Linked DNA regions of Sus scrofa: regions 2, 3 and 4 are each linked to region 1. Evidence: chromatin contacts called from public Hi-C and HiChIP or PLAC-seq data. All regions are on one chromosome and are shown on one strand. Each heading gives the region's core, a stretch centred on a gene start, on an enhancer-like site or on the middle of the called end of the contact. The rest is flanking DNA. Distances are from core to core; before and after follow the strand shown.

The links. Hi-C and Micro-C count contacts between places; a contact is called where the count stands out from the background. HiChIP or PLAC-seq counts read pairs in DNA pulled down with a chosen protein or histone mark.
Region 2: a contact with region 1 is called in an H3K27ac HiChIP or PLAC-seq map of skeletal muscle, with 3 times the contacts expected there. The contact joins two enhancer-like sites. A contact is called at or near these places in 1 of 47 Hi-C or Micro-C datasets (skeletal muscle) and 1 of 2 datasets of contacts at active chromatin or transcription factors (skeletal muscle).
Region 3: an H3K27ac HiChIP or PLAC-seq map of skeletal muscle shows a contact between it and region 1, with 4 times the contacts expected there. The contact joins two enhancer-like sites. A contact is called at or near these places in 2 of 47 Hi-C or Micro-C datasets (embryonic fibroblasts and skeletal muscle) and 1 of 2 datasets of contacts at active chromatin or transcription factors (skeletal muscle).
Region 4: a Hi-C map of liver shows a contact between it and region 1, with 2.2 times the contacts expected there. The contact joins two enhancer-like sites. A contact is called at or near these places in 2 of 47 Hi-C or Micro-C datasets (liver and skeletal muscle) and 1 of 2 datasets of contacts at active chromatin or transcription factors (skeletal muscle).

Annotation. Positions count from the first base shown.
Region 1 is chr9:125,905,868-125,913,807 of Sscrofa11.1, reverse strand. It overlaps EDEM3 (ER degradation-enhancing alpha-mannosidase-like protein 3), which reads left to right. Exons shown (of 20, transcript XM_021102628.1): 20 at 1,072-4,947. The coding sequence ends at 1,481. Among named protein-coding and RNA genes, the nearest start is that of EDEM3, 73 kb to the left of the region's middle. Within about 2 kb of position 3,542, at least 12 of the 83 cell types and tissues checked have an H3K27ac peak or open chromatin away from gene starts, as enhancers often do. A contact at or near this core is called in liver and skeletal muscle, where this site is marked.
Region 2 is chr9:125,688,029-125,695,968 of Sscrofa11.1, reverse strand. All of the region lies in intron 1 of C9H1orf21, which reads right to left. Among named protein-coding and RNA genes, the nearest start is that of C9H1orf21, 79 kb to the right of the region's middle. Within about 2 kb of position 4,283, at least 9 of the 83 cell types and tissues checked have an H3K27ac peak or open chromatin away from gene starts, as enhancers often do. A contact at or near this core is called in skeletal muscle, where this site is marked.
Region 3 is chr9:125,706,400-125,714,339 of Sscrofa11.1, reverse strand. The region is part of intron 2 of C9H1orf21; the gene reads right to left. Among named protein-coding and RNA genes, the nearest start is that of C9H1orf21, 97 kb to the right of the region's middle. Within about 2 kb of position 4,064, at least 5 of the 83 cell types and tissues checked have an H3K27ac peak or open chromatin away from gene starts, as enhancers often do. A contact at or near this core is called in skeletal muscle, where this site is marked.
Region 4 is chr9:125,753,247-125,761,186 of Sscrofa11.1, reverse strand. The region is part of intron 3 of C9H1orf21; the gene reads right to left. Among named protein-coding and RNA genes, the nearest start is that of C9H1orf21, 140 kb to the right of the region's middle. Within about 2 kb of position 3,171, at least 6 of the 83 cell types and tissues checked have an H3K27ac peak or open chromatin away from gene starts, as enhancers often do. A contact at or near this core is called in liver, where this site is marked.

The DNA of each region.
Region 1 (7,940 bases), core at 2,293-4,792:
TCTTTGACAGATTTTCTCTGCTTATCTTTAAATCTCAGCTCAGGCGTCACTTTCTGAAGGAAATCTTCCAGTCTCCCCATAAAGCGTATCTCAGAGCTTTCTGTTTACTTGTGTGATTATTCATAGACATTGTTATCCCCAGCTGGACTGCAAGATCCAGGTGGGCAGGTCAGGTGTTTGGTTTTACCTCATTTTGCCCCAGCACCTTGCAGAGTGCCTGCCACAGTGGACACACGGGAGGTCTTTGCTGACTGCAGAGTCTGAGGCAGATGCAGCATGTGCATGTTGAAGCTATTTTAAGCACTTTCTTGTAGGAGCCCTAAATAAAATGCCTCTAGTGCTTTTATTATATATTCATTACAAGAGGCTTAACTTGCTCTCCAGCCTTCCAGTGGATTTTATGATTATATAATTCATAGACCTCCAGTAATGAAGTAGAAGTTTTATAAATAATCTCAATTCTTGTGTTCATGAAAATATCTAATCAACCACATTAATATCCATGAATCATTCAGCATTTTGTATTGTCTGCATTTTCATGGCTGAGTGTATTTCACTGTTCAAAAGAGTATTATCTTCAAATATAGCAATGGTATGTGCTGTTTAGAATTTATTCTATTGAATATGTCCTCACGTGCACACTTTCCTGAATTTAACTATTTAATAAATTTTAAACATATATTGCAAATTTAAATGCATTTTAATAATACTGTTTAAGGTATTTCTCGGCCTTTACCATTGCCCATTGAAGGCAGTCTTGTCAGTTGTTAGAGTCATTCCTTTCAGTTTGAAAGGACTTTTCAAGTGCCACATTTTGCACCTGACCTGCCCACCTGGATCTTGCAGTCCAGCTGGGGATAACAATGTCTATGAATATACCGAGAAATGGGATTGCTTTATTGTAAGGCAATATTTTACTCTTCAGTGTTCCTGTTCACCCTTCTGCATTAACATGATTTTCTTTAATCTTTATTGTTCTGCTTTATTCTCAAAACCAGTATGCTTTTGAACGTGTGATAGTACCTGTTTTGAGGGGAAAAGTAACATGAAGTTTGTTTCTTTCCTACTCAGATCCTGACATGGAAAATGAAGAACAACCATCCTCTGAAAATGACTTTCAGAATCAGAGTGCTGAACAGATGGCATCAGGTTCTCAAGAGGTTGATTTAGTTGATGAAGAGTCTCCTGAGGAAGGTTCTTCAAACTCTCACCCAGACTCATCATCTCCAGCAGATAGGGACAGTGCTGCAGGTGGTCCTCCTTCTGAACAGAATTCTCATCCCACAGAAAGCCCTGAGCCGACACGTCTGGATGGTGAATGTACAGATTTAGATAACCAACTTGAACAACAGTCAGACACTGAGGAGGATTCCAATCCTAATGTCAGCTGGGGCAAGAAGGTCCAGCCTATAGACTCCATATTAGCAGACTGGAATGAAGATATAGAAGCATTTGAAATGATGGAGAAGGATGAGCTCTGACTCCCTAAAGTCTACCTGGTGGTAGGTATTTCCAAAGAAAAGGTAAACTGTGGTTCATAGACACCCTGGTCCTAAGCAGGCTCTCTCATGGGAGGCTTTAAGTATGGTGATGAGCAACCACGTTCTGACTGGGAGAGGGAGTTATCATAGGAATCTGGAGCGTGTTAGGCTAGAACTGACCTTGTTTAAACTGTCCCATCACAAATGGAAACTCACAGCCCCCCCTCAGGTGACAGCATGCACCACCCTGCTGTACCTCAGGCCAGGAGGAGATTGCTGGAGTCTCTGGAGAGACAGGATTCAGTTAACTGTGAGGTGGGGAATATGAATTTGAGTCTCTTTCTAATGAAAGGAAGCTCGGCTTTCTTGCTTTGGGGGTTAGAGGCTCTTTGGGGAAAACACAGATGAGTATTGCGGGCATTCCGATGATGCTGCCTTCACAAAAACACTCAAAGTGACCTATGTGGTGATGAAGCAACTGCATTCACGGTGAAAACGGTCTTTGCTTATCATTTTCACTTGCTTCATTGTGTAACACGATCAAAATGACTTGATTTCTTTTCCCTTTTAACAATGTCCTTTTCATTTAAACCAAAGGTGAAGCCAGTATACTTTTCTCAGTGAGTTACTAATCCTTGGGACCAGGTAAAAAGGTCATATACTGTGTTGTGGAATTTGAGGACTTAATATTTTTGAAAAATGGAGCAAGGGTGAAACATAATGTTGCAATATGCACTTGCCATTGGGCCTTCCAAAGGGAAAGCTGTGACTACTCTGAAACGGAACTTAAGGTTATATCTTAGTAGGGTGAATTATAAATCTTTTCCAGTTCATTTCTTTGGAGGTGATTACCTCTTGCCATCAGCCTTACTCCATCCCATGTTTAGTACGCATTTTGAGCCACAAGGCCTGTGTTGCCAATATCTGAATACATTTTGTTCCATTTTTCTATCTTCGGGAGCCATGATAAAACTGTGGTAGTGATTTAAAAATTCTGGGGTAACTACTATTTTCCTCCTTTGAAACTATGATTTCTAAAGTTGCACCTAAGGAGTCTGTCACATTTTCTGTTGAATCATGGTTTTTTAAGTTTGCTTTTTTTAAAAAAACTAGTATTCCATCTGATATGGACTTGAAAATTAGTCTTTGGTAATCTGTGTAAAAAACTTACACAGTAGCAACTAACATACAGCCATATAGTTTAATGAGAGTCCGGCCCTCCAGCGTGTGTACGTGTGTTGTGTGTGTGTGTGTGTGTGTGTGGCAGTCTGGTGCTGGCCACATATAAGTTTTAAAAAGTTTGTTGTTGATATCTGTAGATAGCCCTGTAATTGAAATCATGGCTTTACTCATTTTATTTTCAAAGTTACCTGTATCATTTCTAAAGGAATATTTGAGAATTCCCCTTTTCTTTACCATGACATTATATAATAACCTTTTCTTAAAACAGTTTTTGAGGTACTGATGAACTTAAACTGTATATGGAGCTGTTAAAAGAACAGCAGTGCTGTATTGTAGTTATGTATATTCATGTACAGTCTTAGATCCCAGGTAAACAAACACATTCTGTCACAAGGGGATAAATAGCTACTTTCAAAAATTCCATCTAAACTTAATTGGGTCAGTGAGTAATCTAATAGAGAATTCACATTGGGGGGGTGGCGGGGGAAGAGTAGTAAACAAGACCTTTATTGGCCCTTAATTAAACCTGACACCAAAATGGCTATTTTTAGTCTCTCTGCATGTGAAATTTGGTGTAAGAAGATAGAACTATAATACATACAGTCTATGGAAGGATAGACTGCTTTGTTCATCTTCATTGCAAAGCCACCAAAATAGCTGAAGCTTAATTACTTGACTTGCCTTGATTCATAGGACTGGGGCTTGGAGAAAAGGAGCAGATGTTCCTTTAAAACTTGGATTACAGAGCCTTATGTACATTGATTTTGTATTTGTAGCACAGAGCCATTGTTGTCTAAATCTGACTTATCTAAGTTAACAAAACAACATAGTTTTGTGTCCAGCAGAGGTCTTGTGGCATCCTAGGAAAAGCCAGACTACTGCCACTCTCCCTTCCTTTGGCCGTTAGGGGGAGCTGTTGCCATTGAGGTCTAGAAGCAAATTGTTCACTCGTTTCGAAAATGAATCGTTTAAAAAAAAGAAGGAAGAAAGAAAAGAAGAAAAAAAACACCCAGAAGGAGTTATTCTTGATTTTTCCCTAGCTAAGAAAAGAAGGTAACATGTTCAGTTTCAGATTCCGACATTGTCCTTGACTCTCTCCATTCTTAATTGACATACTGCCACAAAGCTGTTTTTGAGTTCATTAAAAACTTTCAATACCATTAGGCTTTTTTTTTTTTTTAATGTTTTGTTTTTTAAATACCTTTTATAGCATTTTCTTTACTTCCTAAAGATTCAGGAGATTCTGTGTGACCCTGAATTTTAGAAACATCTGGTCTACCTCAGTTAAGTGTTGCCTGTACAGAGAGAGAGCTGAAGTGATCACCACAGCCATAAAACTGTTTGACTAAGAAGGATTTATGCAATGTTTACAAACCTGGAATCAAGTAAGGATTTTATCTGAAAGTTAAAATCAGATATTAGAGAAAGTATTTAATTCAGGTATTTTCAAGTTTTAAAACGTAACCTGTTTACCTAATAGAAATAGTTTTTTTCTGCTTTGGAAAGTCCATTGAAATGACATACCCTAATTTGCAGTGCTTTCTCCATAAAGTTTAGGTGTGAAAGAACTGTAATGTACCAGATACGTTTGGAATGAGAGCTTTTGTTGGGTAGGTTCTTTTTCTTTTTTAACTTTTAATAGGCTTCCAACAAGAATACCATTGTTGTTCAGAACAAAAATTTTTTTTACGTTATACTTTCCCTTTTTCCCCCACAGTATTAGGAATTAAAATGAAAAATTGTGCACTCTCTGATTTGACTTCTCTAATTACTCTGTCAAGATATTTTTTTCTAATTACCACCACAGCCCTTTTTATAGGAAAACCAGCATTTGTTCCCTCACCAAACCCCATGCCAAATTCATCATAAAGAAAGCTCAGCATAAGTAATTCAAATAGTGCTTATAATTGGGGGGGGGGCATTTAATAAATATTCCAACCGGTCGTTTTATGCACAAGGCTTCAGTCAGAACATAGAAAAAAAAAAACATTCTGTGAATGAAATATTGTATGTTCAGATTTTATAAAAGACATTTTTAAAAGCCCAATTTACAGCCGTATATTTTCTTATGATGTAATTTATGAAAAAGATGTCTGTACTAACAGGTGCTGTAACACTACTGTTGTTGGATTTTATTGTTTGGTGATAAATGTATACCATATTTCTAAGGGAAACTATGTACTGTGATGTAAAAGTCTGGGCAAAATGTATATAATCCTTGTATATAATTGTGTATTTGATTATAATTACTGATTGTAAAGATTTAATAAAATATGTAAATATTCTGGTCTAGTTTTAATTTTTAAAATCAGTCTGCATATCTTTATACTTTGATATCTTAAAAAATTTTTTTGCCACTCTGTCTTCCCTTTAATTTTCATTTTACTCCCGGAGAGTAAATCTGGGGACAGCTGCAAGTATAGAAACACATTGAACAGTTCCACGCCTGAACTAGTGCCAGGGACCCTCAGAGTAGAGTTAGAGGAGTTAGCATTTCAAAGTGTCAATATTGGTAACATGTTTTTATTTTTTATTTTTTTGCTTTTCTAGGGCTGCGCCTGGAGCATATGGAAGTTCCCAGGCAAGGGATCAAATTGGAGCTCCAGCTGCTGGCCTACACCACAGCCACAGCAACACAGGATCCAAGCTGTGTCTGCGACCTACACCACAGCTCATGGCAATGCCAGATCCTTAACCCACTGAGCAGGGCCAGGGATTGAACCTGCGACCTCATGGATACTAGTCTGGTTCATAACTGCTGCACCACAATGGGAACTCCTCGCTTACATTTTGAGTTTACTAATATTTAATAAAAGCAATTGTCCTTTGAACATTGTCATAAAAAGTTACACTAACCTATTATTTCCAGTGAGACCATTTCCTTTAGCAGCCACTTTAAGACAGTATGCTTTTCATCTGCACTGTTCCAGGGTTTCTGAGCACAGATATCTTGAAAGATGTAATAGGTATTATTTCTTGATAACTGCTTTCTTTAAAGATGAACAAACTGAGAGTTGAGCAAGCTCAAGCATTTTACTCAAAGTCCCACATCTGGTGCCTGGGCCACGGAAGGGGAGCCCTGGTTTATTTCTAGAGCCCGTGTCCCTTCCATGTGCCGCCCTCTCCCTTCCTTTCTCCTCCCACCTCCATTTCAGTTTCTGCTCACCCTTGGCTCAGCCCTCCCACCTGATCACTTTTTCCCCACCTGGGACTGAAGTTTAGAAGTGGCAGCATCCATTCTCAAGTTGTCTGGGCATTAACTCCAGTCTCAGCCTGTCTCCATGCCTTTAGAACAATGCACCACTATTTCAGGAAAGAGTTAAAGATCCAACAGTCTCTCTTACAAGATTTCAAAGAGGAGGTTGCTGTTCTAGGTAAAGCAAACTTGAAGTGGTCTATATACTGAGAGAAGTTTTACTCGCAGTTTAAGGGTGGAGACTGGTGAGTGTCAGCATCTGCCTCCTAGGAAGGCTTGTGCTTCTCACGGCTCACCCTAATAAGCCTGGAGGTCTGTCGTTTCCATACACCTCTTCAATGAGGTAATCAACGAGAGTCCACTGATGGAAGCTTGGGGTGCACTCTTCGGCTGTGAAAGAATGGACTCATCATCCCAGATGACAGTGGGAGAAATGTTTGAGAAGTCCTGTGGTGTCAGAGCACGCACAGTTTCGGTCTCAGCTGCCTATGAAGTGGTACTCTCTCAGCAACAGCAACAGCAGGTAACAATACAAAAAAATACTTTGGATGTAACAGGGACTTCTTGAAAAGGTCGAAAACCTCCCTCGCAAAGCCCTTAAATAGACTAGGCAAATACAGAGGAACTTAATAGCAAGGGACTGGCTGCTACTCTTGCACCACCAGCACGACCCCAGTGCTACAGTTTTAGGGCAGCTGGAAGCACATCCTACACAGGAGCCCCGCCCCCCAACTTTATCTTTGCCAAGTTTCTAGGAGAAGCCATTGACCTTAGGGTCAAGAGGCAAACCGACAAACACTGTGAGCCAGCTTATCTTAAATGCCCTTTCCCCAGTCTCCCAACCAGCCCCTTCCATTTATACAGTAGATGAAGTTCTAAGGGCAGCCCCAGACCGCTGCCATCTTTAGAAGGACTGATCTCTTCATTTAGCCACTCTCCTGTCTTACCTGAGGCCTTGAGCCAAGAGAATTCCAGCCCTAACTGTCTTACTGCATTCATATTTAATAAAAATACGTAAATTTTTGGCCACACCCATGGCATGCGGAAGAACCTGGGCCTAGGATCACACCCAAGCCATAGCAGTGACACCAAATCTTTAACTACTAGGCCACCAAGGAACTCCAAAATAAATGTTTTTAAAACCCTGAGATCTTAGTATCTAATCATGATTTTCAACTCAGTCTTGTCTATTCACATGGATAGTTTTTCAGGACCTCCAACCCACTGTTCCTTCTAGTTTTGCAGAATCCCTCACCCCTTCCCATGGTCTCACTTCCCTATTTACCCACCATTAATGTCCTTTCCTCTTTTGTTTTTTGTTTATGGCTGCACCTGTGGCACATGGAAGTTCCCAGACTAGGGTGCAATTGGAGCTGCAGCTACCGCCTATGCCACTGCTACAGCAACACCAAATCTGAGCCACAGCTATGACCTATGCAGCTTGTGGCAACTCCAGATCTTTAACCCACTGTGTGAGGCAGGAATCAAACCTGCAACCTCACAGAGACAACATTGGGTCCTTAACCCACCGAGCCACAATGAAAACTCCTCTCTCTTTTTTTTTTTTTTTTTAGGGCCACACCCTTGGCCTGTGGGGGCTCCCGGGCTAGGAGTCAATTGGAGCTACAGCTGCTGGCCACAGCCACATCAGATCCGAGCCACATCTGCAACCTACACCATAGCTAACAGCAATACCGGATCCTTAACCCACTGAGTGAGGCCAGGGATCAAACCTGTGCCCTTGTGGATGGTAGTCAGATTCGTTTCCTTTGGGCCACGATGGGAACTCCCTCTTCTCCTCTTTTGAGTTAAGTTGGCAAAACTTTAAATCTTATTACACCAAATTACCCACCAATGTTGCACCTAAACTTAAGTAGCTGTTGGAACTGGATGAAACCACATAACCAGTGACTAGCCTCACTTTAAATCATGAACACAAATCTGAAATGAGATTCAATACTTCCCACAATTCTGTATTTCTCTAGCTAATTTATTTTCCTACTCTGCGACAACAGTTTCACACCACCTTTCTTTTGAAATATCCCCTACTCCTCCCCTCACTCAGTGACCTCACCACACAT
Region 2 (7,940 bases), core at 3,034-5,533, 220 kb after region 1:
ACTATTTTAGGTTTCCTTAGGGGAGTTATTATTCTAGAACACTTCACATTCTAACATGAGGACACTGTAAGTCCATGAGGTTTTTATGCATATTACATATGTGTGATTCATTTGCCCCTTTTAAGAAAACATGACGGCCTTTTTTTCTTTGCTTTTTTTTTTTAATGTGGATGATTTCTCTTTATTTTATTTTCAGCTATATTGAAGTATAATTGAAAAAAAACTGCAATATACCGAAAGTATTCAACAGAATGATTGAATATACTGTACAATGTGAAAGGATTCTCACCAAGTTAATGAACACATTTATCACTTTATATATTTACCTTTTTTTTTTTTTTTTTTTAAATGAGAACACAAGTTTTACTGTCTTATTAGCAACTTTCAATTATACAACAGGGGGTGAGCAACTGCAGTCTTCATGTCATACCTTAGATCTTATTCATCTTCTAACTGAAAGTCTCTACCCTTTCACCAGTCTGTGCCCCCAGACTCTGGCAACCACAATGCTACTCTCTTTCTGTGAGTCTGACTTCTTTCATTTCAAGAGTCTATGTATGATACCATGCCATATTTGTCTTTCTCTGTCTGGCTTAGTTCACTCAGCATAATTCCTTCCAAGTTCATGGATGTAGGTGTGAATGGCAAGATTTCCTTCAAAATTAGGCTGAATAACATTCCTGTGTGTGTGTGTGTTTCTCACATTTTCTTGGTCCACTGAAGGAAACTTGGGTTGCTTCCATACCTTGACTATTGTGAATATTGCTGCAGTGAACATGGGGGTACAGATAACTCTTCAAAATGGTAATTTCACTTCCTTTTAATATATATTCAGAAGTGGGATTACAGATAGCTTTTCTTCTTTACCTTAATTTTCTGAGTTGAAAGCATAATTGCATCACAAAACCTACTTCTACAAAATTGAGAAGGAAGGCTAGAGTTCCCACTTTGGCATAGTCAGTTAAGAATGTGACTGCAGGAGTCCCCATCATGACTCAGCAGAAACAAATCTGACTAGTATCCATGAGGACACAGGTTCGATCCCTGCCCTCACTCAGTGGGTTAAGGATCTGGCATTGCTGTAACCTGTGGTGTAGATTACAGATATGGCTTGGATCCAGCATTGCTGTGGCTGTGGCATAGGCCAGTGGCTACAGCTCTGATTTGACTCCTAGCCTGGTAACCTCCATATGTAGCAAGTGCAGCCCTAAAAAGATTAAAAGAAGGAAAAAAAAAAAAAGAATCTGACTGCAGCTTCTCAGCTTGTTGTAGAGGCATAGGTTCAATCCCCAGATCAGGTACAGGGAATCCAGCATTAAATGATCCAGCATTGCTGCAGCCACAGTGTAGGTCATAGCTGGGACACAGATTCAATCCCTGACCTGGAAACTTCCATGTGCTGCAAGTGTGGCTGTATAAAAATAAATAAGGAGTTCCCACTGTGGCTCAGTGGGTTAAGGACCAGATGCAGTTTCCATAAACATGCATGTTTGACCCCTGGCCTCACTCAATGTGTTAAGGATATGGTGTTACTGCAAGCTGCAGTGTAGCTTGCAGATGCATCTGGATCTGGTGTTACCATGCCTGTGGCATAGGCTGGTAGCTGCAGCTCCAATTCAACCCCTAGTCTGGGGACTCCAATAAGCCAAGGGGATGGCCATAAAAAGAAAAAAAAAAGTGAATAAAAAATTTTTAAATACACTAAAATTATATTGAGAAGGGGAAATATGCAAAATCTGTTTTAAGAAAAATCAGAGGTATTTGACCTTTTTGAAAAAAGTTATGCGAAATATTTCTATTTACATAATATTATGAATAATTTCCCTTTCCACCAATTAGTCATGGACTTTTTCATTTTGGATGGAAAAGCCAAAAATACTGTAGACAGTTCCCTTGTCAAGAAAGACACTTTTAAAAAAATGAATTAAAACTGATAAACTCCATAACGAAATCCTAAGCCAGAAAGAACATGAAGACACCACATGCAGCTCAGAGGACTGGAGAAAAATCAAATTCTAACTGCAATGGGTACACAGAGAGCTATGAAGTCAGCAGTTAAGAAAGGGATAATACACATTATTAATAGATCAGGAGCAAAGTGTCCCCTTTCCTCCTTTAATTAAAAAGGGAAAATCAAGACAAGGCAACATCTAAAAACTCCTTTCTTTTATTGAAGACAGAGCCAACATCTAAGCTTCACAAAGAAAAAAAATATATATATAAATAACTAATCAGTCTGTTTGCCCATCTGTTCTGCTTCGCTATAATGAGTGTTAATACAGCAGCCCACTGGGGGGAGAAGAAAGACAGCCGAAAAGTGATTTCTCATCTTGCCGCTTTGGTGTCCTTGGGCTCCTGTTAACACCATTTCACATTTCATTGTGCATGTTAAAGATAACACACAAAGAGATGTCACATGTGACATGAGGATACTCTGGAAAAGCCCAGGCTTCCTATCACCCAGCAACTGCTGGCAACTCAAGATCCTCATTCCTGGACCCACACTCACTTGGTGCCGTGACAACTGACAATATGCTATTAACAGCAAAGAAACAGGCATATTTGCTTCTGCTTTCTTGATGGGAAAAGTTTCACTTCCACAAACAATCACTGTACAGAGGTATCGCTCAGAAACATAACACTAAGTCCCATACAGGAAGATACAATTTCTGCTGGATTTCCGCAGTGAGGTGTGGCGATGGGGGGCAAGGAGAGCAGTGGAAAGAGCACCGGAGGGGCTGTGAGGATGCTGAGCTCCGGTCTCAGGGGTCACTCGCCTGCCTCAGTGCCAAAGCTGGGCTTCATCTCTCCGAGCCTCTCCCTTTGACTCTATGATCTACCTGAACATATGTTCAAGTGATGCTAAGGATGAAATTACCACTTATAACAAGGCCACTTCTGGGATTTCCCGTCATGGCGCAGCAGAAACGAATCTGACTAGTAAGCATGAAGATGTGGGTTCGATCCCTGGCCTCACTCAGTGGGTCAGGGATCCAGCGTTGCTGTGAGTTGTGGTGTAGGTCACAGACCCAGCTTGGATCCCACATTGCTGTGGCTGCGATGTGGGCTAGTGGCTACAGCTCTGATGTGACCCCTCACGTGGGAACTTCCATATGCTGTGGGTGTGGCCCTAAAAAGCAAAAAAAAAGGCCATTTCTCACCTAGACTCAATTTATTTATATACTTTGTTTCAACATTTACCGAATTAAGATATACCTGCAAATCTTTTTTCCAAAATATTTCAGGAAGCCCTATGAGGTCTAAAGATTATTACCTATTATGTTTTGGCCCAAGGGTGTTGATTTCAATCGTGTATCAAGTGAAAAAATGAACAAAGCTTAGCTCTCTTATGTCCTCTTCTCTATTCTGCCTTTAACAGACTAAAATAAATGTTTTTAATGTTTCTTACAGAGAGGGCTGAATTGAAAAAGTCTGTGGAATAACTGTTCTTCAGGATTTAAGAGTTTAGTGCCTTTACCCTGTAGCTGAAAACTCTCTTCCTTTATCACCTGTATGTGTTCACACAAGTTCATGCAAGGCTGACATTCTTTCTGGAAGGCAAGAGAGGAAAGTATCAGATCCTGATTAAAGCCGCCCACCCACACCAGGGTGAATCCATGCAGAAGAACTTCGCCCTTTCTAGAATTGCTCCTTCACGATCAAAGCCAGTGGCAGACATTCCTGGACTTTGAGTTCTCTTCTCCTCTTTCCACTCTCAAGACTCAGAATACCAAGGGCATATGAAGGAAGTTGCCAATCTTGTGTCAGTGGGGAACTTTCTGTACCAGGACACCCATGATTGGCATCTTCTGACAGCTGGCCTGCCAGTTCACCGTGTCACTTGTGACAGATCCACCTGATTTCCTTGGAATTATCAGTACCCTAATAGTAACAGCTGTTTTCCCTTTTTTTGGTTTTAAAAACCTAGGTAGATTATGAAATGCTTTGCCAAGTACTTATAAGTGCACGAGAATAGTCTTCTGTGCACACTCTGCTATGCCGGTGGCCTGGCATGACTTTCCAGGAGCATTGGGTGAAATCAGTTTGCCCAGTAGGCTCCCCTATGTGGCCCGGGAAAACAACGACAGAAGATAGATGGAAAGGAAAAAAGAAAAGTCAAGAAATGACTAGACTGTGTAAGTAGAATAAGGATGTATTACTAAAAAAAACGAACAAACAAAAGCGCAATTTGATTCTAATCTAAGCAGATAAGTTCACAATCCTTCCTCAATGGTCAGTGAAGGATATCCTGGCCATCTGTGTGTTGAAACGTATTGTGAAGCACAGACGGAATCCCCGCCCTTGAAGGGCTCGCATTCGGACGGGACTGACAGATCATAAATACACGAGTAGAATTCCAATGACACCCCGCCGGGAAAGGAAGTCTCAGAGATGTGCTTCAACGTCCTAGGATATTTCAAGCTAGTTCAATGAGTGCTTATCTCAGTTTTATTTTCTGCAACAAGACACGGAGAGACATCCAGCATCGTGTGCTACTCTTAGCAAACCCTTGGTTAGAGACGCTCACTTGGGGACAAGGACAGCAAGACGTGGCGCGTCCGTTTGGAGCTGTTGATCCTCTTTAACACCATCAACTACAACAGAACTGCAGCTGGATTAATCCCCTGGAAAGCTGAATGTTACCTGCCTGATGCTGAGGACAAGAGATGAAAGGCCATGGAGCTTTGTCTGACACACACCCTGGAAAAGCACAGGGGATGTTTTCATCACTGAATTACAAAGTCTCAACTCTTCCACAAGGAAAGAGTGTTTCACATTTCTGATTCAATTCAATCTCTAAACTTAATGTGGAAATGGCTTGCAGCTCAGTCTTAAACTAGTCACAACGGTAGAAAAAAAGAAGTAGGAACAACAGACATAAAAGACACGAATTACCTAAACTAACCATCAGGCACAAATGGGAGAATCGTTTAAAAACCAAAGAGCCTGCTGGTGGATTGTGGTGGTAACATGTGAGTATGCGTATGTTTCCTGCCCTCAGAATTATAAAAACTTGTAACAAAGTAATGTAGTAACACTAATAAGATCTGAAGGCTACAATCTTAAAAAGCATTTCTCTCTATATCTAAAAGCACATCCCTCTCTTTCCACAACAGACTCCTTCCCCCTTTAACCCCCTCCCTACTAAAATAAATAAACTCATCCATCAGAGGCTGCTGCAAGCTCCAGCCTAAGATCTCTCTCTCCCAGGGCTCTGCCTCAGGCCACAGGATCCCAGGTCTGAGGAGAAGTCAGCCGTGATCCAGTGACTGAGTAAACCCATCACTTTCCTGATGGGCAGAGGGTGGTTTACTGAAATGAGCATCCCTAAGGGAAAGCCTTGGCTATCTGAAATTCTGCCTGCTAGAACCTTCGAGTGCTATCCAGAACAGCTCAATTGCTGGCAGTGCCCTGAAAACACAGAGAAAGCAAAACATAAAACCTTTGTTGGTAAAGGACTTAGTCTCTTTTTTCTCTCATACACACACACACAATAAAAATTCTAGAGATACAAAGACTACATCCAGTGTTTTGTGATTTTTGTAAAGGAAAGGAGTTGCGTGGCTTTGGTCATTGTTATTTACTACACAGGGCCTTGCGCTCTCATTTACCAGATGGGATCAGACTGCATGAATTCTGAGCGGAGCAGATGAGACAATACAGGGAAAATGCTTAGCACAGCACCTCGCGATCTGTAAACTATCAGGACATGACAGCTATTGTCATCATCACCATCATCCTGACTGAGCGGGATGGTGAGAAACTTTACAAAGCAAGTGGCGGAGGTGAAAAAAGACTAGAAAGAAGAGGCAGACAGACAGGTGAGAGGTAAACTGTGTCAGCTTAGAGGTTCTTAGGAACTAAACCAAAAACAAGCAGGCAGATAGAACGCAGACAGAAAGCAAGAGGCATCAGCTGAAATAGCAGGAGAAACTGGAGCTCCCACTGCAGCTCGTGCACAGAGAGCTGGGGGCTGCAATGGCGTTTCCGCAGCGCTGCGGGGGCCGGGCCAGCTCCGTGGGGACACCCCACCCCAGGGCTCTGGAGGCAGAGGCTGCTGTGGGCAGACACGTCAAAGGTCAGTGAGCTCTCCTAAGCTCTGTCACAGCCTCAGTGACGGTGTGGCTCTCATCCTCCTGCTGTTACACATTTACGTATCTGTCTCCCTCACCAGGCAGATTTCCGAGGTCACAACCAACCATGTCCTGATTATTCGTCTCTATATTCCCTTGGGCACAGGTCAGGCACAGAGTAGGTTTGCAATAGGTGTTGAGCCAATGAATTCTCTTAGAACCCTCTTTTCACAAAGAGATGTGGGGAGGGCTGTTAAGGAAGGGACTCTCCTTCTCCAGGTCCCGGGTCACCAGCCAGGTCCCGGGTCACCAGCCTTTCTTTGCTCACCAACAGTTATAGTTGAAAAGGCTCTTCTGAGCCATCATAGACAATTTAAAATTATGTTCAGTATATACTCCCTAAAAGGACAGGAAGGAAGCTATGTGTAATCTCATACTAGTAAAATGACATTTTGAAAGCTTTTGGCACTTGTGTGGTTGGCCCTAATCCGCCCCCAGAAAAAAATGTGCTATTTATTTATTTCAACAATCATTTTTGGGAAACTTGTTTAGTTCTCAACATTTCACTAGGGACCAGAGATTCCGAAATGGACAAGTCAGCGGGACCCTGATGTGCATTTCCTGTCAATTAGAATCCAGAGATGTTGAACCGTGCTTCCTAGACTCAACTGACCTCTGAAAAATCAAGCGTCAGTTTCTGTTTTGGCTGAAACTGAAATCTTTGCTAAGCTTTCCATGACAAAGAACTATTTAAGGATGGATGATATCCTCAGAAGGCTGCACAAATTGAAATTAGAAATAGCATTTTCAGGTAGCACAAATCAATGCCCGCTTCACCTACTGAGTCTTAAAAACAAGAAAGCACCTCAGTTCTCATGCTGCTCTCAACCAATGCATAAGACTTTGGGAACTTTATTGACTTTGCAGAGCTCAGCCAAAAAAAACACGCTCTGTTCAACCATCTACTTAAGGAGAACAAAAGGTAAGAGGCTGCGAGAACATACCCAGGAGGACAAAGCTGTCAGGTGAGGAATGGCCACTCCTCCCTCATGTCCACCTTCCTCCTGTTCCCAACGAGCTGGCTCATGCCTCTGCACTGGGGAGTCTTCCCTTCACCGACCATCATTTTGGTGAGGTCTAGTGGGGTTTGAAACACAAAAACATAAAGGAAGGGCAAGAAGCTCCTCCCTAGCCTGGATGCTCATCTTCAGCCACTAAAACGCTATGAAGAAACACCTAGGGTAACAGGTCCTAAGCTATGATGACCTTGTACATGTTACCAGTGTTCCACCATCCAAAGCAGCATAATTAGCGAACATGGCGTTCCTTCCCGCTTGTCCAGCAAAGTGTACTTAGAGAAAGAGACCAGAGCCACAGCTCGAGAGGACCAGACAGTGCAGGCAAGAGCCACCCAACTGGAGCCACTGACGGGAGACCACGTTTCAACATCAGATGCACCAGCCAGCACCTCTCGGAGGTAACGCTCTCCCACATCCACCTTTAGTTTCAGTCTGGCACATGAAGGTCTCAGGTCTTTGTGAGAATAGAGAACTAAACGCATGGCTTAATGATAAAGACCTCTACTGGTGTAAGATACAGCAGAAATGGGTTACATTTAGGATCTGACCGTGTTTTGTTGTCGTTTTTCTTGGTATGTGGACGTTCCTGGGCAAGGGATCGAATGAACCTGCACCACAGCAGAGACCCGAGCCACACCAGTGACAACACTGGATCTTTAACCCACTGAGCCACCAGGGAACGCCAAGATCATGTTCTATTCTGACAAGGCCTTTGTCCAGCTGTTCTGTCTGTGGGACCTCTAGTGGGGTCCCAGGCTGAGGTGGTTGTGGTCCTGGATATGACTAG
Region 3 (7,940 bases), core at 2,815-5,314, 200 kb after region 1:
AAGAATCTACATGTGACATACGATGCATACAGAGAGACACCACCAGTGTGCAAAAATAAATAACTGTCCTGTTCTGACTCCCACGTGGGACGAACATCACACCATCCTGCTCTGTCTTGGCTGGTTCCATGAGCTTCTATGATGACAGCATCTCAATACATATGCAAGGCCAGGTACCGGCATTAGTATTCTAAGGTCTCTAATGATCTAACTTAAGGCGGGCTGACCATTTAAACACTTTAAGGAATGAGCGTCACATCTTTTGGACTCCTAATCCAGTGCTTTCTAAATGCTCACTCAGCCGATTTCCAGGTAACAAGTATGTTTCCTACACCGTCTGCGTGGCCTTTTTGGTGTTCTGGGAAAAAAAAATTACACTGTAGGATTTCCGAATATTTAAGATATTTGCCCCATCTGAGATTTTCTGAAGTTATTTCCCCGGTCTCCCTTTGACGTACCTGATGCATAACGTACCTCTGAGCCTTTGTACTGTCTCTCAGCCTAAAGCTCCTGCCCCACCTCTGTACCTTTGTCCGTTTTTTCACCTTGTAAGACTCAGCTGATGCCTTAATCGACCTCTTTAAGAGCCTTCTCCTACTCCTAAGATAAGAGGCCCTTCTGCATTGTCATCATTCAATACTGACTTTTGTTGTTGTTGTTGACATGCCCATTATCTGGTGCACCATTATCAGTTCTGAAAGGCAGGGACCAGGTTTAATCCTTCCTCCTAGCGTCAGGGGCCAGCACAACACCTAAGCTGGTGAGAGAGGAAGTGCTTCGTAGACTGCCTGAACTGCTAGGTTTTAAATGAATCCAACAGGCACCACTGATGAGACTCCATTTCTTCGCCTGGACAAACGAGCCTATCAGTAGAATCCCTGTTGCCTTGGGGCCACTCCCAGAGCTACCTCTCTCCTCTGGGATAGATTTCACATTACCCTAAAGGCACAAATGAAGGCTTTCAGAAAATGGAAACATGAAATTATATTTATCAAAATAGAGAGCTGTACTGAATGATAAACATACATCATAAAAGATTTACATCATACAGAAAAGCACACAAAAAGAAATTAAGAATCACTTGAAACTCCACAACAGAGAGCTTGCCTTTGTCAATGTTTTGGTGAACAGCCTTCCAAGCATTTCTTTTATGTATGTGCACAAAATTTTATACTTCTTATTTTATTTTGCCTTTTTGTTTTTTAGGGCTGCACCCATGGCATATGGAGGTTCCCAGGCTAGGGGTCTAATCAGAGGTGTAGCCACTGACCTACACCACAGCCACAGCAACGTGGGATCCGAGCTGTGTCTGTGACCTACACCACAGCTCACGGCAACGCCGGATCCTTAACTCATTGAGCGAGGCCAGGGATCGAACCCGCAATCTCATGGTTCCTAGTCAGATTGGTTTCCACTGCACCATGACAGGAACGCCAAATTTTATACTTTTTAAACAAAGAAAATTTATAAATAAAATAATTGTGTAAAACCCTTTACCAACATGCTGTAGATCTCTTTCCATCTCAATAGAGTACCTTAATCTTTAATGGCCATATCTGATATATGGCTCATCAATGAGAAAGACCCCTGAGTATCCTGTTCGCACGCTTTTCCAGTCATCTTAGGATAAATTCCTAGAAGTGGGGCTGCTGGGGCAAAGGTCGTGCCCACTTAAATTTTATGTAGTATATATTACCATTTGGTTCCCCCCCCCCAAATCATCCTGGTTTGACATACCCAGTTACAGCATGAGATAGATGCCCGTTCCAGTCAACTTGAGTTGTGAAAAATATTTTGTTTGTTACTTGAGTGTGGTTTATTTCATTACTAAAAAGTTGAAAATCTTTCTGTATGTTTACTGGCCTTTTGTATTTTTTTTCTTTTCAGCTACCTGGTCACAAACGTCTCCATTTTTCAACTGCAGTGTTAGTCCTTTCTTTACAGACTTTAAGTCTTTTTATAGTAGTTATTGTAACACTGTTTTTGTTGCAAATTTGTTCTCACTCACTTTGATATTTGGCATAGTTCATGGTGGTTTGTGTGTTGCCACGCAGATTTAAAATTTTTTATGCAGTCAACTTTTTCTTTTACGGCTTTGGGTTTAGTGGCATTATGAAGAAGACATTTTGCAACCTATGATTATGAAACACTAACCCGTATTTTTTACAGTACTTTTCTGGTTCCGTATTTTCCAGTTCAATCTTCAGATTCATCTGACAAACTCTATTATGAAGTGATGAGCTGGGATATTCAATTTTTAATGTTATATTTATGAATATAAGAAGTTTATAAAGTTCCATAAAATGATTCATATTTAATTTAATTCTGATTTTTTAATTTTTGTTTTTTAGGGCTGTATCTGCGGCATATGGAAGTTCCCAGCCTAGGGGTTCGGGCCTGCACCAGAGCCACAGCCATAACAATGCCAGATCCTTAACCCGTTGAGTGAGGCCAGGGATTGACCCTGCATTCTCATGGATACTAGTCACCTTCTTAACCTGCTGAGCCACAATGGGAATTCCTAATTCATATTTTAAAGAAGAATATAGAATTGAATATAAATAAAGAAAAAAATCATGAATTGAACTAGTATCTCATTTGTGCATCTTTTTATTTCAGTTGTATTTATCCTATTTTGTATTTATTGTATTTATCCTATTATAATCTGTCTGTTGCCTGAGCTTCTCCTTAGTGCTTCACAAAGAAATGTCCTTCCTTCTATAAATATCCTCCCTGTACCGGAGAAACCCAAGAGGAGGAAAAGGCTGGACCACACCACATACACAAACACAACACACACACACACAGACTTATGTTTGATAAATAAAAATATATGCGCTAACTTCTATGGCGGGATTATTTATTATACCACACTTTAAGAGAAATAAGGTATAATACCATATTCACCACTCTTAAGCCATACATATACTTTACTTTTTTGATTTAAAGACGCACACACACACACACACACACTCACAAAAGAAAAAGTCGCAGCAATGCAAATATTCTAAACTACAAAATAAAAGAGCTACGTATTATGTGGACAATCAATAAACTTAAAGTTTGGAGAATGACACACCTGCGGTAAACAGGGTGTGCTTTTCCCCCAGCAGAGTCAAGGGAAACTGAGGCTGCTCAGACAATGAGGACACTAAATGGGCTTCACCCAGGGCACATCATGTGGCAAGTCCCAGTCTAAGGCCTTTCCATACATTGAGACACTTAAGTCCTCTCAAGGCAGGTAAGTGCTAGTATTCCCCACACTATGCAGATGGGGAAACTGAGGCAAGGAGAGCCTCAGTCATTTGCCAAGACTACATGTCAGTGAGTAGCTGAGCCAGGCTTGGAAACCAATTAGCCAGACTTCAGGCCTGTGCATTTACCAGGAGGATGCATTACCAAGACAGTGAAAATGGTCCTAATTACCACAGCAGAGTCTCCGGACATCCTGATATAAAAGCTGAGGTTCAAGTGGCCAGTTAACAATTATTTCACAAAGACTCTTGAGCAAAAGTGGGCTCAGATTTAATGACAGGCAGATCCCTTTCTCCTGAGAGGGGACTCACCCTTTGCCGTGAGTCTGCATTCTCAGTTCTAACCACAGTCCCACATCTTTAGTTAAGTGAACTCCTACCTTCAGCTTCCTTTCGTACCAAGTGGGGATTACAGCAATAATGGCTTGTGAAAAGGCCTTATAAACTGTAAAGTGTGACTCACATAGCTGTGCTTTCGATGCCGAGCAACAATTCAGGGACAAAGGAAACAGGCACAGTTAAAAGGCTCCAGGTGCAAAAGGAAGGTGCTGTGCAGCTCTGCAGAGACAGCTGGGGCCTAAAAGAGATCCAAACCCTGGACAGGTAAGGTCAGGTGTGCACTGCCAGGTGGCCGTTGCTAGCTAAGTGCTACCAGGCAGGTGCTGATGGCAAAACAAGTCCCTTTTGGCCACATCAGCCAGGATTCCAGGAAGAAGCCCTGGTTTTGAATTTCTGAATTCTGTGACATCACTCAGGAGAAAATAACCCTGAGGAGAATGCCATGAGTACAGAAACCCTCCCGCCTTCTCTCTTGTTGGCTGAGTCACTTTTTCAGAACTTCCCTCGGTAGAGACCAAGCCTTGCCCACAGCTCCAGTCCTCTGTGCTTTTTGCTGGACGGTACCCAAAGGCTGGGAGGCGAGGCTCCCAGCAGCATCTCTGCTGCCTGCTCCAGGGCCAAGTTCAGTCTTTTTTTCTGCCTGAGGAAGGGCTCCAGGCAGCTACAGAGAAGACTGGGCACCTGGAAGGTCAAGGGAGCAATGGAGGGAAACCCTTGAGACCGACAACCCAAAGGACACCACCAAGGGCCCTGCCGGCACTTCCCGCCAATGGCATCTGAGAACTTGCACGCTCCCTCATCTTACAATCAGGCTGCGTTGGAGCAATAAGTGACAAAGGGTCCTACTCTCCCGCTTATCTCTGTCTCTAATATTAAAAGAACAGGCTCCTGATACCGTTGGCAAGGGAAGGAAAATAGCACTTGGATTTTCCTCTTTTTTTTTTTGAAACATACAAAGTATAGCGCATTTCGTGACTTTCTGGCACAGAAAATTTTTCCAAACAGAAATTCAGACTGATTCCCCCTTGGCTAGATTAAATGCGGCATCCCGTGGCTTTCCAGTGTGGTCTGTTTCGAGAAGGATGAGGGGCAAAAGTGAAGAGGATGGGTCAGCTGAGCCCTATTTACCAGGAATGCTTGACTGCTCCTCGCCCCTGACCTTGCCGTAGGTGGCCCCTGCTGCTGACGCTGCTAACGTCTGGTCCTCCACGCAGCGCTGAGCAGTGGATGCCACTGGCATCTCCATGATGTAGACGAGGCAACTCAAGGCTCCTTGTCAAAGACAATGTGGGAAGCGGGGAAGCGGGAACAGATTTGGCTGGTGGGAGGGCATGGCTATGACTCTCTTACATGCCCAGGGTCTGGGCCTGTTCTCTCTCTCCTGTCACAGTAAGAAGCACCTATCAGACTGGCAGGAACTATAAAAGCAGAAAATAAAACCAACATGTTTCTGAGACCTTCTCTGAGTCAGACCCTGGCCTAAGCACCTTCACTTTGGAAGTGTGATGCGGAAGTGTGAGCCAGGGTGGGCTGGCTTCTATGATTTCATGAGCCCCGTGGGCACTTAAAGCCACTGAGACCTTTCTGAGGCTCAGCTTGAGACATTGTGGAATCTTCACAGACTAAACCCAGGGCCAGGTTCCTCACTCTTCTTTTTTTTTTTTTGGTCTCTTTAGGGATGCACTTGCAGCATATGAAAATACCAGGGATAGGGGTCAAATCAGAGCTGCAGCCGTCAGCCACAGCCACAGCCACTTGGAATCCGAGCCATGTCTGTGACCTACACTCCAGCTCAGAGCAACACCGAATCATTAACCCCCAAGCAAGTCCAGGGATCGAACCCACATCTTCATGGATACTAGTCGGGTTCTTTACTGCTGGAGCCACCATGGGAACTCCAAAATATGTTATTAAAATGAATTTCACCAGTGCCTTTTCTACTTAATGTGGCTGCTGGGGATACTTAAAGTACTTACGTAACTCAGGCTCTGCTTCTCTTGGATGGTGGCTGAAGTCACTAAAAGGTAATGTTGGTGTTTACAGTTTCTTTCCCTTGCAAGTTTCAGTTTTGGAGTTTGTTTATTATTGAATCAAAGAGAAAAGGGTTAGGCTGAGGCAGTGGCCCTCCGCGTCTGCTTGGCTCTCGAGGTGAGAAGGTACCCTTGGGCGGGGGACAGGGGACAGCCAGAGAGGCAGAGATTGGGAGCCAGCCCACAGGACCAGAAAGAGCAACTCTAACCTGTTCACCTCTCCGTGGGAATTGGGAATTGTTAGCTGCCTTCTCCTGCAGCTTTCCTGCTGACCTGTGGAAGCGTCTATTGACTTCTGAAGCTGTTGCCCAAAAGTCAGAGAGGACATCATCCCTCTCCATATTTTTTTTTTCCTTCGGTGAGTTGGTGAAGGAGGACCTTAAGGGCAGAGGTGTTTGATGAGTGTATGACAGACTTGGATCACAGTTATAAGAGCTGAAAAAAATGTAAGTCAAGATGAGTGAGGGAGTTCCTGTTGTGGCTCAGCGGTAATGAACCCGACTAGTATCCAAGAGGACATGGGTTCGATCCCTGGTGTCGCTCACTGGGTTAAGGATCTGGCGTTGCCGTGAGCTGTGGTATAGGTCACAGATGGGGCTTGGATCCTGCATTGCTGTGGCTGTGGTGTAGGAAAAATACATATATAATTTAACACAATATATCCAAAATATTATCATTTCAACATGCAATCAATAGAAAACTAGTGAGCTATTTCATACTCTTTTTTTTCTTTTTCATACTAAGTCCTGAAAATCTCCTGTGTAATTCACATTTACAGCATACCTCAGTTAGGACTAGCCTTAGTTCACATGCTTAACAGTCACATGTGGCCAAGGACTGCTGTACTGGACAGCACAGGTTTAAACATTATTCCCTCTCTTACTGTCTCACAAACACAAACACCGATGAATTATTCTTTAATTAATCTTCATTTTCTACAACCAGAAATTGTTACAGGAAGAAACAGTGAATTATTACTTTGCTTCCAAATGCTTTGAATTTTTAAATAAAGCTTATGTATTTTCTCATCTAATCTTCACCATAACCCATGAAGTTGGTCCCGACAATATGTATATAGTTAGCATAAAACCATCTCTGTCTCTCTCTCTCACGCACACACATACACACACCTCTGCAATGTATTCTCAATTTATGAAGCTAAGGATCAGATCAACACTGAAGCCACAGGGTAATATAGAGCCCAAGTGAAGGAAAGCAGCCAAATTCTTGCTTTACTGCTATTCTTTCACGGTAAATCCTATACCACCACCTCAGAAGAACTTACTACGGTAATCTAAGTACTTCCACTTAAGGGAATATTTATAAATATCAGGCTCCTTTGGTTCTTAACCAAGGCTACCTCATCAAGTAGCTGGCATAGTCAGGGTCCAGCCTAGTTCCTACACAATCTCTCTGTCTCCAGCTCCTGGCATTCCGGAACCTGTGTCCTCTCAAGGACCTGTGTCCTCTCAAGATCACACAGTCCCCACCTTCGGTGGGGGGGACTGACCAGCTCATAAGAGACAGGACGCACATGAGCAAAAACTCCAAATATGTAAGGATGTAAAAACATTCTGGGATGACAGGAAAGAGGTACTTTCTGAAGGTATTAGAAAAGCTTCACTCCAAGTTTGGAAAAAGCGCAGGATTTAAAGAGATGAAGAAAGAAGGAGAAAGGGTCCACGCCAAGCAGAGACCATGATATACCTGACCAGGAGGACAGAGATGTGCAAAGAGGTCACAGATGAGCTGTCCCATCCGGCCGAAGAACAGGGAACGTGAGGGTCAGGGTATGAAACAAGGCTGCCGGGGTGAATAAGAGCTATCTCCCCAGGTAGCTCTTATTCACCACTGATTTAAGATTTTAGTAAGAACGGGGTGCAACAGAAAGTTCTGGAGCAGGGGCATTAACACAGACAGAGGAGTACTTTAAAAACAAAACAAAACTGCAACAGTCTGACAATGGTGAAAAAAGAAAAAAAAAAAAAAAAAAAGGAGAGTTAAAAGCGCACCAAAAGCAGAGTTGCAAATACACAACAGCAGGGCTAATGGAGCATCCGTTCAGAGGACCCTGCGCTAGCCTGGGTTATGGGCTGTAACTACCTAAACAATGAACAATGGTGATGGTGGGGGAGAATGAGACTCACAGATCTGGGAACTGGAAGAGACAAAGGCCTCAAGCTTAAAGCCTTTTCAAGATTAAAGACTACATTATGGGAAGAATGATGGCGACCTTCACGCAAATAGGAAAGTCAATATAACTCGAGAGTTTTCCCTGTTGGGGGTGGGCTGCAGAAGAGAGAATGATCTCAGGGTT
Region 4 (7,940 bases), core at 1,922-4,421, 150 kb after region 1:
GCAATTGTGATACGGGTTACCAAGGACCAGTGCAGGGTTCCAGGCTGCAGAGAAATCTGTAAGAAGCAAGGAAGGACCATGAGGGGCGAGGGACTGCTTTCCTGAGCCAAGGACCGTAGGGCTGAGACAAGGGTAGGTGGCTCTGGTCATGAGAAGAGAGAAAGCAGGCAGAGGCGGGAACTGCAGGATAGCAGGCTCTAGGTGGGAAGGCACCTGACCAGAGCGTGAGCTGGGAGGGGAGGGGAGAGAGGAGCCCCAAGAGGCAGCAGGGGAGGCATGCCCCCACCCCCCTGCAGATCAGAACCTGAGAGCAATGCAAAGCCACTGTAGGAAGGACTTTAAAAAGGGGAGCAACGTGATCAGATATGCAGCAAAAAAGCAAAAACCTTTAATACATAAGAGAGTGCTAAGAAGCACGGAGAACCTAGATGGGGTGAAAGTGGGCAGCCATCATGGCTGCATGACCCCCTCCTTTTATGGGTGAAGACACAGCCTCAAAAGTGAAGGCACGTGACCAAGAACACAGAGACAGATCCTGGCAGAACCTCCTTCTTATGATTCTTGGTCCAATGGGGGTTTTGCTTCTTTCGTTTTTTCTCTCTTGGCAACCTCCACCCTTTAACTGTGCATTTGGAGACATGGCTTTCCCTCTCTTGACTCACATCTACATAATCACAGAATTGACGTTGCTTTCCCACCACTTGAAACCTCATGATTCTGCTAATAACAGCAGCTGTCATTGATTAGAAACCTGCCACGTGCCAGGTAACCTGTTAGGTGCTTTCCATATTTAATCTTCACAACAATCCTATAAGGTAGGATGATTTTTTACTGTTTTAGAGTTGAAAAAATTTGAGGCTCAGAAATATTTTTTAAATTGCCCAAGGTCACACAGGTAATTAAGTGTGACCGGGTTCCACACCCGTTTTCCTCTGGCACGGAACCTCGCCACGATGTCATACGGACTCTAGACTTTATCATTATCAAATGCCCAGTTCCGGTCTTCTGAGAAAAATCAGAATGGGAAATAAAAGCTTTCCTGCTGCAAATTTGCAAAAACAAAACCAAAAACACCTATATGAAATTTTCTGAAATGTTAACTGAGTAAAAGCATAAATAAATCAAATATATATATATATATATATATATATATATATAGCCATAAGGAGTTATAAGAACCAAGAAACTTCAGAAGCAAGTTTTTATTTTTAATCTGCCACATTAATGGCACTACATTTAAAAAATGCTCCAGTAGCTTATATCAGGAGATACATATTGGCCATAACCACATGGCTGGAACAAGATGAAATAAGACCTTTCAAATAGTCTGATCTACAATCTTAACTGGAAGCATGGCAATGCTGCTTATTGAAAGGGTAGCACAGTGAAGAAAAAAACCAGCATCTCTGATAGACCTAATTCCAACCCCAAAACAGGTAGAAATGGAATTTAAAGTCAGCTTTCTTACAGTAAACACTCCAAAAATCAAAGAGCAACAAACAGAAAGAAAAAAAAAAATTCTGGCCTAATGAGAATGTAGCCCAGAAGAAAAATGAAAAACTAGAAAAATCTTAGAAGCAATTACCATTCCCCTGAAATAAACTTTGCATGCCAGGCGAGAAATTTTCAGGAAGCAGCTGTTAACTCATTCTCACAGAGAGAGAAATATCCTCACAAAGAAAAAGGAACAGCAGGACCCACTCATTCCACAACAGAAGCAATAAGATCATCACTGCATAGAGTAAATATTAAAATCAATGCTGCAGAAAATTGGGTTAGTCCATCAGAAATAAATACAAGAGACATATATGGAAGGTTGAAAAATAATTAGTTGAAAAAGAGAGAGAAGATGGCACAAAAGAGGGCACTACATTAGGTGACCATCCATTTCAAAAAATAAAAATAATCAAAATATGCAAAAGAATAAAATAGCCTGGGGATATCTTTCTTATTCTTAATTAAGTTAGCAAGACTTTTAAAATAAAACACTCGTTGCTGGAGAGGCTGTTAGTTCTGCCCCTTTATCTCAGTGTTGAAACTGGCAGTCTCCATTCACTGCTAGTGGAGGGCACTAGGCTATGTAGGTGAAAAGCAATACAACTCTTCCTAACCATCAAGCCAGTGATCCCACTCCTGGAAACTTGTAGGAGGAAATAAATCCACAGAAGAAAATGGCTACATTTGGGGAAATGCTTATAGCAACATCGGGTACTATGAAAAATAAGAAATAGACTTAATACCCAACAGCAGGATAAAAGCTAAGGAAAATCAATTTGAAGTACTTTTACACATCCATTAAAATTTAGCATGATGACTGTAAAGGAAAATAGAAAATGATATGACGCTAAGAAAAAACTGGAATGCAAAATTACACGCCGGCTATAATTCCCGCTCGGTAAAACCATGACTTGCACCTGAGCAAAGATGGAAGCATCTGACAAGAATTCACAAAATTAAAAAAAAAAAGTGGATGACCAGCCTTTGTATCTTTCTAAATCAAACTTTAAGATGCAACTGCTGTAACATGACATGAAATACAGGTTCTACACTATCCACTGTACTACCTTAGTCAAGAAGCTTAACTTCTTTGAAGTTAGCTTACTCACCTATGAAGTGAGAAAGCCATACTTCTATCCCTTAGCAGATTCAATTAAACTAAATTATGTGATAAAATACCTGCATAGCATTTACTAGGTACCTGGCACTGTTCCAAGCTCTTTACAAATATTACTTTGTTTAATCATCCAAACGACACGTTAAGATGGAGCAGGAAGAGGTTCGGTTATCTGCAGTGACGTCAGCAGGTTGACTAACTTTCCATAGCTTTCCCACGTCCGTGGGATCAAATCTAGCAGTAAAAGCAACTGCTGAGGTTTACTGAGGGTCAGCTGATTGGCATTCATTGTGCTACGTGCTTTCCCTGAGTTTATCTTCTGTAGCCCTTACAAATACCTTAGGTAGGTAGTGTGTGCTCAGGATATTCAGGCACAGAGAGGTTATGTAACCCGCCCGTGAGGGAAAGAGCCAAGCTTTGAACCTGGGTCTGTCAGAGTCCAGAGCCAGGTGCTTCATCACTACATGCCAGTTTGTCCTGTTTGGGCAGCATGGTGCACACAGTCCTTTAGACCCTGAACCTTGGCACACCTGCCTCACTCCAGATCCGCGAGAGGTTGGAACTGACACCAAGATCAGTTCCAACCCTTGGCCTCTGCTCCTACGGTTCCTCACCTGGTCTTCCTCCCAACTCGTATTTACTGCTCAAGGCTCCACTTCCCATACCTCCAGAGGCATAATTAATCGTTCCCCTATTTGCTGCTCTTTTAATCAGTAACCTGTAATTTGGGCTTACAAGTCCCCAGGTACTGTGTTGTTTCTACATTTCTTTACCAGCTTGTTTCTTACACATTGTGAGTTTCGCCAAGGCAAAGGCCATGTTTCACACAGTTTTGTACAGATTCTATTCCTGGCCCTCAGCACGATTCACAGAAGGTGATAAGGACTGCACAGCCTCCTGCTGAACAACACACACTTCCAGCACAGAGGATGTTCCCAAGCATCTCTTGCACCATCAAAGCATCATTTGCCATGTACAAAGGATGGAAAATCAAGAGCCCGTATTTCTTTGTACTCTTTTTCACAGAGCTTTGATGTGGGAGGGAGTTTAGCTAAATGAGAACATAAAAGGGACCCCTCCACCAAGAAGACTTTCCGGATATAGTGGTTTGGGTTAAGTGTGCATAGTACCATGTGTTTACTTGTTAGGCCTGTTAGCCTGCTCCCTGGCTTACCTTCTACCTCTAGACAATAAGCGCCCCGAGGGTAGGAATAAGGGCACTCCTCATAATCTCCAAAGCCGAGGAAACAAACTGGCATGTAACCAATTAAGGAGTATTCACTGAGTGACTGGTTAAACCAATGGGGCTGAGCCATTTTCTTTCCTTACATGGTTGGCAAGCTATTCCACCTTGTGGCATGCTCTACCATCCCAGGGCCGGACTTAAGGAACAAAACCCCTTTCATTTCATGGCATTCCTAGAATTTTGTGTAAAAGTTAAATGAACAACTAAAAAGGAGGAACTATTTGTCCATCTATGTCGACTTTCTGTACTCTCTCCGGTGACTGGGAAACCACTGTGAGCGCTAACCCCACAAAGGACTTATTTTTTTCTCTAAAAACAGAACAGAACCTTTTGAGAAAGTAAAACTGTTTCCCACTTACACTTTCTGTAAAACACACAGAGACACAAAAGATTCATTTCGTGGACATGTTCCCTCCTAATCCTAAGATCAGTGCTGAGGAACTTTTCTTAGAAAGCTTTCAGTTGAAGATGCCTTCAAAGAAAAAGAAGATGTGGGGTGTTACATGTTCCGAGCTACTTTAAAGTATGCGAGCTACTAGGGTTACTGAGATACGCGAACAGTTAGCTAATTAGCAAGCTCTTGAGACAAGAGAGCCGCTTTGAGATAGTTTTTCCTCATCATGAGTGATGACACATTCTGGTTAAACACCCATTTTCACTAGTATTATAAACTCATTTTATTTGTTCTTTCTTAAATTCCAATAACATGAGCTAATATGACCTTGAAAGTTTGACATTAAGACTAAAACGGAGATCTTCCACTATAAACACAATGATTCGCCATCAATCACCGTATCAAAAACCTTTTTAGGAGAAAGTAAAAATATAAGTCCAAAGAACTGAAATGGAAGTTAATTAGAAAATGCCATTAAATATTCTCTGGATGATGTTCAACAAAATAGTCAAACCTAAGTTGGTAAGCACTGAAGTGCCCGGAACTCTCTAGTAGCTGGTTTTGAGGGCATATGAAACAGATCAGAAAACAGAGATAAAAGGAAAACAGCTATCTTTCCTTAAATATTTATTATGTACTGCAGTATACGGGGTGTTTTTTTTTTAAAAATCACCTAGTACCCAAATCAACTTGGGAAAGGAGAAATCATTACTCCTACTTTATAGACGAGAGACCAAGGTTTGTGCAGTTTAAGTAAGGTCATCCTAAGCTTGGCTAGGTCGGTGCCAAAGCCTGTTTTTCTTAGGCTCATTACAGATGTTATCCTGTATCTGAGAAGTCTTATGAACAGTATAATAAGATACATTTAACCTTTTGGTACTTAGGTTTTGCTCAGGACATGTGCATGAGGTGTTTCTGAAGTCAGTGGGATTTCCCACAAGGCTTTTCACATAAAGTGGTCCCTCCCCACCGGTAATATGTGAACAGGTTGGTGGTTGTAGTCACTTGTAGTTCCCAAAGACGGCTGCTCAGTATCTCTCATTCCCTGCTCCTCTGCAATGTGGCCTCGGATCTATCAAAAGGGAGAGCCTTCTTATCCACTCCCTTGAATCTGTGAGGCTCTCTGACGGCTCTGACAAACAGAATTGGAAGAAGTGCCGCTGCCTCTAGGAAGCCAGCTGTCAGGTGAGAAGCGTGACTAACCTCAGGCCACCACGTTGTGAGAAGCCCAAGCCATGTGGAAAAGTCACATGCAGACACTTGGGGATGGGCCCAGCTGAGCTCACAGCCAACTCAATTCAGCATCGAAATGGCCCTGTGACGGAGCCGTCTTGAATCTTGAGCATTCAGCCCAGGGAGCCTTAGAATGACGGCAACCCCAGGCAACAACGAAATGTGAGACGTGACAGACCCTAAGCAGGAACTGTCCACCTAAACTCAGCTGATCCGCAGAACCTTAAGACAATAATAACTTGCCATTGGACAGCTCTATATGTTGCAATGCTTTGTCATGCAACAATGAAAGATAATAACTACAGTGGTTGTGTTGGCTTTCTTCTACGGTGAAGCAACGACTTCTTTTCAGCAACTGGGAGTAGATATGTTGGGGGCTATATTAAAATTTTATCACACATACCTGACATAGTGGCTAAACAAATGCTCTTGTTGAGGGTTATTCCTTTAAAGAACTGAAAGACTACAAAAATGTACCTATATAAAAATTCTTGAACTGGGTTCTCAGCAAAATGATGAGATGTATTTGGAGTCAGTTTATCATAAGGCTGTCAAACAATTCTCATTTTTGAAAGCAGTGATCCAATGTGATTTAGTCCCTGAACAGTTTCAGAATGCTGATAACCTGATTTATGTTTGTGTTACCTGCCAAAGTCCACCTGGGCTGGAGACTTAATGCATTAATGAGCCTAAAGGAAAAAAAAATCAAGTGTGGGAAACAGAAGGATGCTTCAAAATACTTGTAGGTTTAGAATAAGAGAAAATAATGTTTTGACAAAAAATAAACTCTCTTCTAGGAGATGTCAGAAGGCTAGCACAGATTCAGCCGAACCTCTTCAGCTTCTGGGTATATTGTTCATTTTTTAGTGTTTTTAACAACGAACTTAAGGTCAGGCAAGACAGCAAGTCGTGGCAGAAACATTTACCAATACTGAAAATCTTGCACTTAGTAGCAAAGACAGGGCAAATAAAATGTATTTCAAAAAACTTTCAATAAAAAGGCAAGAATAAAGGAATTATGGAGCCTGGCTGCCATACTCCATTCCCTGGGATATTTGACTAACACGAGTTTTCTGTCATGAACTCCAGTAATAAAAATTTTAAATAACTGCCATTCTGCTAAATAATGGGAGTAAGTTCACACCAGGACATTCACTGTATCTTTTAAAGAACTCCCCCAAATACGAAGCACTTTGTCCGCATGGTGTTTGTTTTTCCCCTTCTAGTTTATAAAGCCCTGAAAAGTTATGGGGCTGCATTCATTCATTTACCAGACCATCTACAGCAGAATGAAGTTTCCATTGGTTCTCAAGTGAGATAGAAATTGAGAAAATGGTCCTTCCGTTTCCCTCCTCTCATAGAGATGTGCATTTTAAGGGGAAAAAAAAAAGGCAACTAAAGTTTGAGGCCACGTGAATGCTGCTTTTCTGTTGTAAATCCTTAAGGAGGAACACATTTCAAAGCAAAAAGGAATTTAAAAAAAGAAGAAGAATCTTCCTTAACCCTGCTACCCAGAGATACCCTGCCCCCAGATATTTTGGTCAGTCAACACAAGCTAACTTCTCTTGTAGATTCTTTAGATGCATTTCATGACCTGATCACAAAATTCCTGTGTATGTCACAACAATGATATGGCTTCTGTTTACACAATCAGAACCCTAAGCCAATCGTTTTTAATGTCAATATGATTTCTTGGTTAAACACACACACACAAAAAACCAAATGATGGAAAAGAAATGTGTCATAAAACAAAGGGATAAAATTAAAATGAAGAGACAAAACTAGAAGCTTATTATCCAATCACACTGATATATATTAGGAAGAGTACATTGTACAAATTTTCTAATAATTTCATATCAAATTAAGATGTTACAACTGGAAGTTAATTTTCCATGGAAACCAATGGTACGAAAATATTATAATCAAAATTTATATAAAAATAAAACGGAGATTTTAATAGCTAATGTTAAGTTTAAAATAAGAGCTGCTTTTTTCCTGTTCATCCTTGCAGACACATTTATCTTTGCCTAAAAACAAAGCAAAACACCACTCTATTACAGAAACACAGATGCAGAAGATTCTTTAACTATTTAAGGAGTGAAAAACATCACCAATGCTCCCACTCAAAGTATTGTCATTGCTAGTAGGCAATCTCAGTGCACTCCCCAAACTGATAGACAACCTAAGAAGTTAACTTTTGAGAATATTTTCTACAACAAGGTGAGTAAGACCAATGCTATCCAGTTCAAAGAGTTTCATCTGAGCTCAGTTATCTGAGGTAAAAGCAGGAATCACTAAGCTCTGATGCGCCCAGTCCACACACAACACTGAGTAGGCGGGTTCTTCTTCAGGAATTTGAAACCTACTGAGTGACCAAAATCTCCCAGCAGCTAGCGAAACAATACTACCCAATTCACCACTGTTGGAATAACTGATGAATATTTTAAAATGAT